2 separate regions of the Mus musculus genome follow, and region 2 is linked to region 1. A link is a contact called in public Hi-C data. All regions are on one chromosome and are shown on one strand. The core of a region is the stretch at or near the end of the contact, and the rest is flanking DNA. Distances in the headings are between cores, read along the strand shown.

Region 1 (3,069 bases), core at 438-2,937:
CACCCAGAACTCAGAAGGCGACGCGGTGGCACCAGGAAGACCTTGCTTCAGTAGTCTGGGTTATGCACTTCTCCTGGTCAAAAATGCGGAACGGTTCCTCCGTGGCAGATTGTATCGCCACGATAAGCAAAGGCAACTGGTAATTCTTATAAATGGGGATTGAACTGTAGAAAGGCGCAGGGAAAGATAAAACTATGTACTGTTTGGATTAAGCTTAAATCTACTGCAAGCAGTTTCAAAAGCCAAAGTTGAGGGTTGGAGTCCAAATATGTCTTGCAAAACCCTTCTGTGTATAATTAGCTTCTTTCTTCAGCCTTCTCCACCCCTTCTAGAGCAAGGTGATTTTATTTCCTTCTAAATCTGGCCACAGGTCCCCACTCTGAATTGCTGGCCTCAGGTTGGCTGAGCCTCGGGTCAGTGCACTGCCTGGTCTCTTGACCTGGTCCCTTGCTACTGCTGGGTGAGAGAGCGTCTCTTCTACAGGCCTGGGCAAGGAGCATAACAGAAGCAGATCTGCTTTTCCATTCAGCAGCCTGTCACAGTCCACCTTTCTCACTGCCCCTGAAGTGAATAAAGTAAGCTTCCATTGTGGCCCCCGTTTCTTTCAAGCTGTCAGCCCAAACGTGCTGGAACTTGTACTGGGGGGCGGGGGTGCAGTGTGGGACTTGAATACCATCTTTCTAGTGGAAATCTCCTCCCTTCATGGTCTGCTGGAGTTCTTGAGGCTGGGCCACAGCATTTGTGTGCTGAATGCTTCCTGTGTCAACATGGGTTGGCTGCTGTCATTGCTGTAGGCCATAGTCTCCAGGTAAGGTCTGCAGCCAGCACCTCCCTGCCTGCAGGTACACAGGAAGACCAATCCCTTCTGCCCAGTGGGATGGTGCGTTTGAAGGAACAAACCCTCAGGTGAAGTAGGATCTCGGTGCTGCTCTCCAAAAGCCTTCCTTTGGTTTTCAGCTCACAGTAGATTGTAAATGACTGCATCATTCTGCACTCAGCAGGAAGGACAAACTCTCAAGAAAGGTCAAATGTGAGACTCATCCTTCCTATAAACTGCTTTATCTCTCTGTAACTTCTAAAAATACAAGATTATCATCAAAGGTTGTTTCTACTCCCTTTAATCAGGATGGTTGTAAGCATGGGAAATGACAGACTGAGATTCCTGCATATTTACTCTGTGGGTCCAGGAGAAATGGCTGTTCTTAGAAAGCACGAACTGTCCCCTCACCTGCCAGGTTTCTCTTCTGTTCCATGCTCCTCTTTCCTTTTTCTGTATTCATGCATAATTTATGTTGTGTTTATTTACACAAAATATGTAGTGCTGCTTCCACTATTCTGAATGAGGAGGCTGTAGAGAAACAACTTGGAGACAGTACTGTGGCAGGGCTGTGAGGCCTCACAGGTGGACAGAGGCTGGAGGCAAACAGGAAGTACAGTGTGTCAGGTTATGGAGTCTTGTTCAAACTCGGGAGCAGATGAGTTTTACTTTGGCTCCATCATATTTCCTGTTGTGCCACTTCCTTTAGCTTCCTAGGACAAGGCTGTGCCTGCCCATTGGGTTCCTTCCTTCAGCCCGAGGGTTCCAGGACCTCTGCCAGAAACCCACAGGGCAGATTACAGATGGGTCAGGGCCCCATGATGCTGCCAGGGGTTGACTCTTTTGCTATGTTGAGTGTCAAGCTTACAAGAGTTAGTGGAAGATGACTCAGGGCTGGTTTCTAGTCAGGAGAGGTCGAAGACTCCCACCCTGGGGACCTGCCCAAGGTCAGATGGACAGACCTCTACTGAGAGTAAACTGGAAGCGGGTGCTGTACTGAAATCTTCATGACACCATTGGTGTGGAACACACTTTCAAATCAGTTCTCTCTTTGTAGAATGCCTGGGTCAGGACCATGCCTGACCTGCCTGGTGATGTGTGTCCTGGTTAATGAGTGATGTCTGATTGTCCCCTGGGACAGGAAGTGCTTTGTGCTATTCCGATGGCACACAGATGCAGAATGTACTGACTTTTGGAAGAGACTACCGTGACTGGGTCAGGACAAAATACTTAGATGCAGGATGGAGGAAGCTCTGTTATCCATCATGTTAGCCGAGTCTCAACTGAGAAGCAGTGAGGGCGAGCAGGAGACATCAGGCTGAGCACACGCACGGTGGAGTATGTGCCAGTCCCGCAGTGGCAACACTGTTGTGAAGAATAGCAGCATTCGTACATATTGAAGTCGTATTTTAATACTGAACTACAAAAACGTATCCTTGAGATTAGGTTTTCCCTTCAGTTTTACCTTTTAATGCAGATTCTGAAAGAAATAAAATAAGAGGCTCGAGTTGTACTTGTATTGGACAGCTCTACTCAAAATGTCTAGACTGAAACAGACGTCTGAGGAGTGAATCTGCTGACCACTAATGCCTGTGTTCTCTCTTTCATTTCTCAACAGATATGACTCCACGTAGCATGAAAAGGACTGTAGTAGTCACCAGTTCCTTTCTGTCCCCTCCTATACAGTTTCCGTTTCTTTTTACACTTGCTTGCCCAGCCGTCTGTAGTACACCAGATTCAGGTGTTTGCGCTGTGTAGAATTTGTGTGCACAGATACGTGCTTGGATCCTTCTCCTAAGAAGTTGGAAGGAGGGGGTTACGCAATACCCACTTCCTGCTCAGACCTCGCCACTTCTCAGCCTCCGGGGTTGTGTGGTCTCTGGAGGCCCCTGCAGTGCACTGGCCCCTTGGAATGGAACGCCCTGCTGTGCCATCCTAGAGGGACAATCAAGTGCAGTGGAACCAGTGACCACGCTCTGCCTCGACTTCTGGTTTCCTGTAAAATAAACACATTACTTTATATTTTTAGGGAACAAAAAAAAAGTGCTGCTATAGGGTTCAAAATTTTCATTCTGAACACTTTTCCAAAACCAACCCCAGAGAGCATTTTAAATATCCTGGTCATATCTTTGGATCTGTAAAATAGACCTTTTAGTATGGCACCTGTTAAAATGCAAAGCAGATTCCTTCAAGGCAGAAAAACAGTTTGACAATAGCAGTGTAGAATTTGCTCATTCAGACACATCTATGAA
Region 2 (2,984 bases), core at 10-2,509, 98 kb after region 1:
AAATGCTTCCGATGCTTTGAGTCCCATCCTATGGTTCTGCTCACTGAAGATAAGCAGCAATTTCTCATTTTATTTTACTTTATCATGGGTCACTAATGGGTCTAAATAACCTTCTTAGCTGTCCTGGCAGAACCAAGCGAGAAGAGAAGAGCCAAGAAAAGGGGGCCAGGAGAAAATGAAAGGACTGGAGAGGACGTGTGAGAGAACAAAGCAAGGAGATACAGAGAGACATTTTATCTGCTGATTGCTTAAGGGGCTGCCCATTTCCTGGATAATAAGCTTGGAATTAGAGAGTCCATCTTCAGATCCTCAAAAGAGGTTTCTGCCACCGTACCTGGCTCTACCCCATGAATTCCTAAACACCAGAAAACCAGTACTGTATGAGATGTTAATATGTGTTCCTTTCAGACTGGAATACAGACCAGTAGATAACAGCTAACAGCTAGTTAACCTTAACCTGCTTTTAGGTGCATTAATCTGTGTTTAGGGAAGGGAGCAGCAGCCTTGTGAGTTTGAAGCCAGTGGTCGGTACATATATGGGACTCTCTTAAAAACCGAAACAGCAAAAGCAAGTGTTCCCTGAGGTAATTCACTATGATCTCTAGCTTCCTCGTTAACTGATATTATTATATATTGGCTCATAACCCTGGTCAGTTTTCTTTATTGTATAGATATGTTTCTGTAATATGAGTACCTTTTAAATTATTGTTACTTAAAATTAAAAAACTCCAAGTCTCAAAATTGCATGTTGGCCAGGGCTTCCCTTTCTTTAAATTTGTTGATCATAGGATGGGAAGGTAGTCAGGATCTAGGACAACCAGGCACATAAAAATTCCTAAGCCTTAATGTCCAGGTATACAAGTGAAGTGTCCCCACCCCCACCCAAAGCTCATGTGTAGAAGGCTTGGACCCCCAGTGCTTCCCAGAGCTCAAACCTTTGGAATATACTTGGATCATGAGGGTCCTCTTGAAGAGGCTACACCATTGATGGACTAAATGATTGGAGGAGTTAAGCTTTGTTATGAAGTTCCTTCTCTCTTTCCCTTTCCCCCACTTCCCCTTCCCTTTTTCTACCTTCCCCATCTTTGTCTCCCTCTTCTTCCCTTTCTGGCTATCAATGGTTCTGCAGTGTGCTATCTACTAATCTTCTGTCTCATGACAGGCCTAAAAGCAATGGGGAGCCGGCCCACCCCAGGCCACTACGCACCGGATCCTCAAACAACCTTTTTCTCTTTGAAGTTGCTTTCTCTCAGATATTCTGCTAGAGATGGAAGGCTGACACACTCACTCGGGTTGGTCTCTTATGTGAAGAGTTTCTCTTATGTGAAGTCACACAGATTTCTCTGCAAAGGACACATGACCGGCAAAGTCTGTAAGAAAGTAAGAATGAGAGAACAGAAAGATCTGGTAATAAAAGCGTGCGCATCCTTCAAAGAGAGAAACAGCTCAGGAAAATACACAGAACCACAGAGCCTTGAAGTAGCTGCCACTCTCACACATTTCTGTCACATCTCTGTGCTTTTCATAGAAGGAAACCGGGACCAAGAAAGTGGAACTGATACACCCAAAGCTATGCAGTCTGTGTGGGCAGAGCTGCCTGTCCTAGCACTCTTCACACTATTACATAGACTAATCAGAACAGACAACAGATCGATGCATTGCCTTTTTAAAGAAGAGCCAGGCCTAGGATGAAGGTTATTTATTGAGGTATTGAAAGATTAAGCTTTCCAGGCTATGAGTGACAGACACCCTGTGTGCATCAAACAGAGGGAGCACATAGTGCAGCCTGTTCAAAGGGTTGCTGTGGATAAGACTTGCTTCCCATGTGCCATGACTTAGTTTCTATTTGGGACAAAGGAAAGGGATTTAGTTGAGGTCCTTGGGTTTCTAGCAAGTAGAGCATGGTTCTGTGTGTTCTTTCTCCAGGGAAGAGATTGGATACAACTCAGATACCCCAATCCCTGGCTGATGCCAGTGGACACTGGGCAAAGCCCCGTGTTCTGGCCATCTCTCCTTGGCTGCAGATGGAGAATGGACTCGTGGTCAGCTGCCCATTGACAAGAGGGAGGCTTTGAACTCTTTCAGAGCTGCTTAGCCAGGAGAGTTACTGCTGAAAGAACACGGGCAACTTATTTCCATCTTACAGAAGCGCCGTTTGTTAGCTGCACTTGGCCCTGCCCCATTAAATTAGCCCTGCATTCTCAGTAGCTTGTTGGAAGAATTGCTAGAGCTCTGCTTCATTGCTCCTTGGCAGGCTGCTTAGTGGAAGACTTTGTTAGCAAGCGCCAAGATACAATACTGAGACTTAGAATTAAGCCTGCCCAGAGCCCAAGGCTTTTGTAGGCGAATGCTTTTATTTATTTACTTATTTAAAATTTATTCTTCTATGATGCATTTCCATTGTAGTGATGGACCCCGAACAATTATGGGTCAGGAACAGTAGTACCTCTTTAGTCCTTTTTTTCCAGCTTTCTTATGGGGTTCTGGAGCCCTGGTGACTTAGGGAGATCACAGCTTGTAATTTTTGTGAATATTTGACTGCTTTTTCTTTAGTCAGACCTAGCAAAATTTGAAGAGTCCTATAGACTTATGTTCAGCAAAGAAAATGGTTTGGCTGTAAAAATAAGTCGGGGCTGTGAGGTCAGCTTGATGAGGGTCATCGGTTCACAGTGTGGTTGATGTTCGCAGCTTGCCTGGGTCCCTTGCCACTGCCTATTGGTTTTAGATGCAACACAGGGAGTCAGTGCACCCAGTAGGCATCCGTTTCATTTTGAGGTCATAACTAGGTACTGTGGCTGATACGTCCTTCTAGTGAGAATTTCCTAGATAGTGTTCTTGGGAGCCATGCAGAGTAGGTATCAGAAGCCATTCTCTACCATCCAGTCAACAACAGACACAGGACTGTCGCTAGCAAGGCTTCTTGAGATATCTCCTTACGGTGGCCTTGACCTGTAGCAAACCGCTATTTGCAAGAATTAAGGGGA

Evidence for each region. A called contact is a pair of places that touch in the nucleus more often than the background predicts.
Region 2: a contact with region 1 is called in a Hi-C map of CD8 T cells, with 5 times the contacts expected there. The contact joins two enhancer-like sites. A contact is called at or near these places in 29 of 484 Hi-C or Micro-C datasets (the Ba/F3 cell line, CD4 T cells, CD4 single positive thymocytes and 19 more), 1 of 115 datasets of contacts at active chromatin or transcription factors (astrocytes) and 1 of 9 other capture datasets (adipose tissue).

What each region holds. Positions count from the first base shown.
Region 1 is chr2:49,768,729-49,771,797 of GRCm38.p6, forward strand. It overlaps Kif5c (kinesin family member 5C), which reads left to right. Exons shown (of 26, transcript NM_008449.3): 26 at 2,436-3,069. Among named protein-coding and RNA genes, the nearest start is that of Lypd6b, 17 kb to the right of the region's middle. Within about 2 kb of position 1,688, at least 55 of the 459 cell types and tissues checked have an H3K27ac peak or open chromatin away from gene starts, as enhancers often do. A contact at or near this core is called in CD8 T cells, where this site is marked.
Region 2 is chr2:49,867,097-49,870,080 of GRCm38.p6, forward strand. The region is part of intron 2 of Lypd6b (LY6/PLAUR domain containing 6B); the gene reads left to right. Among named protein-coding and RNA genes, the nearest start is that of Lypd6b, 81 kb to the left of the region's middle. Within about 2 kb of position 1,260, at least 19 of the 459 cell types and tissues checked have an H3K27ac peak or open chromatin away from gene starts, as enhancers often do. A contact at or near this core is called in CD8 T cells, where this site is marked.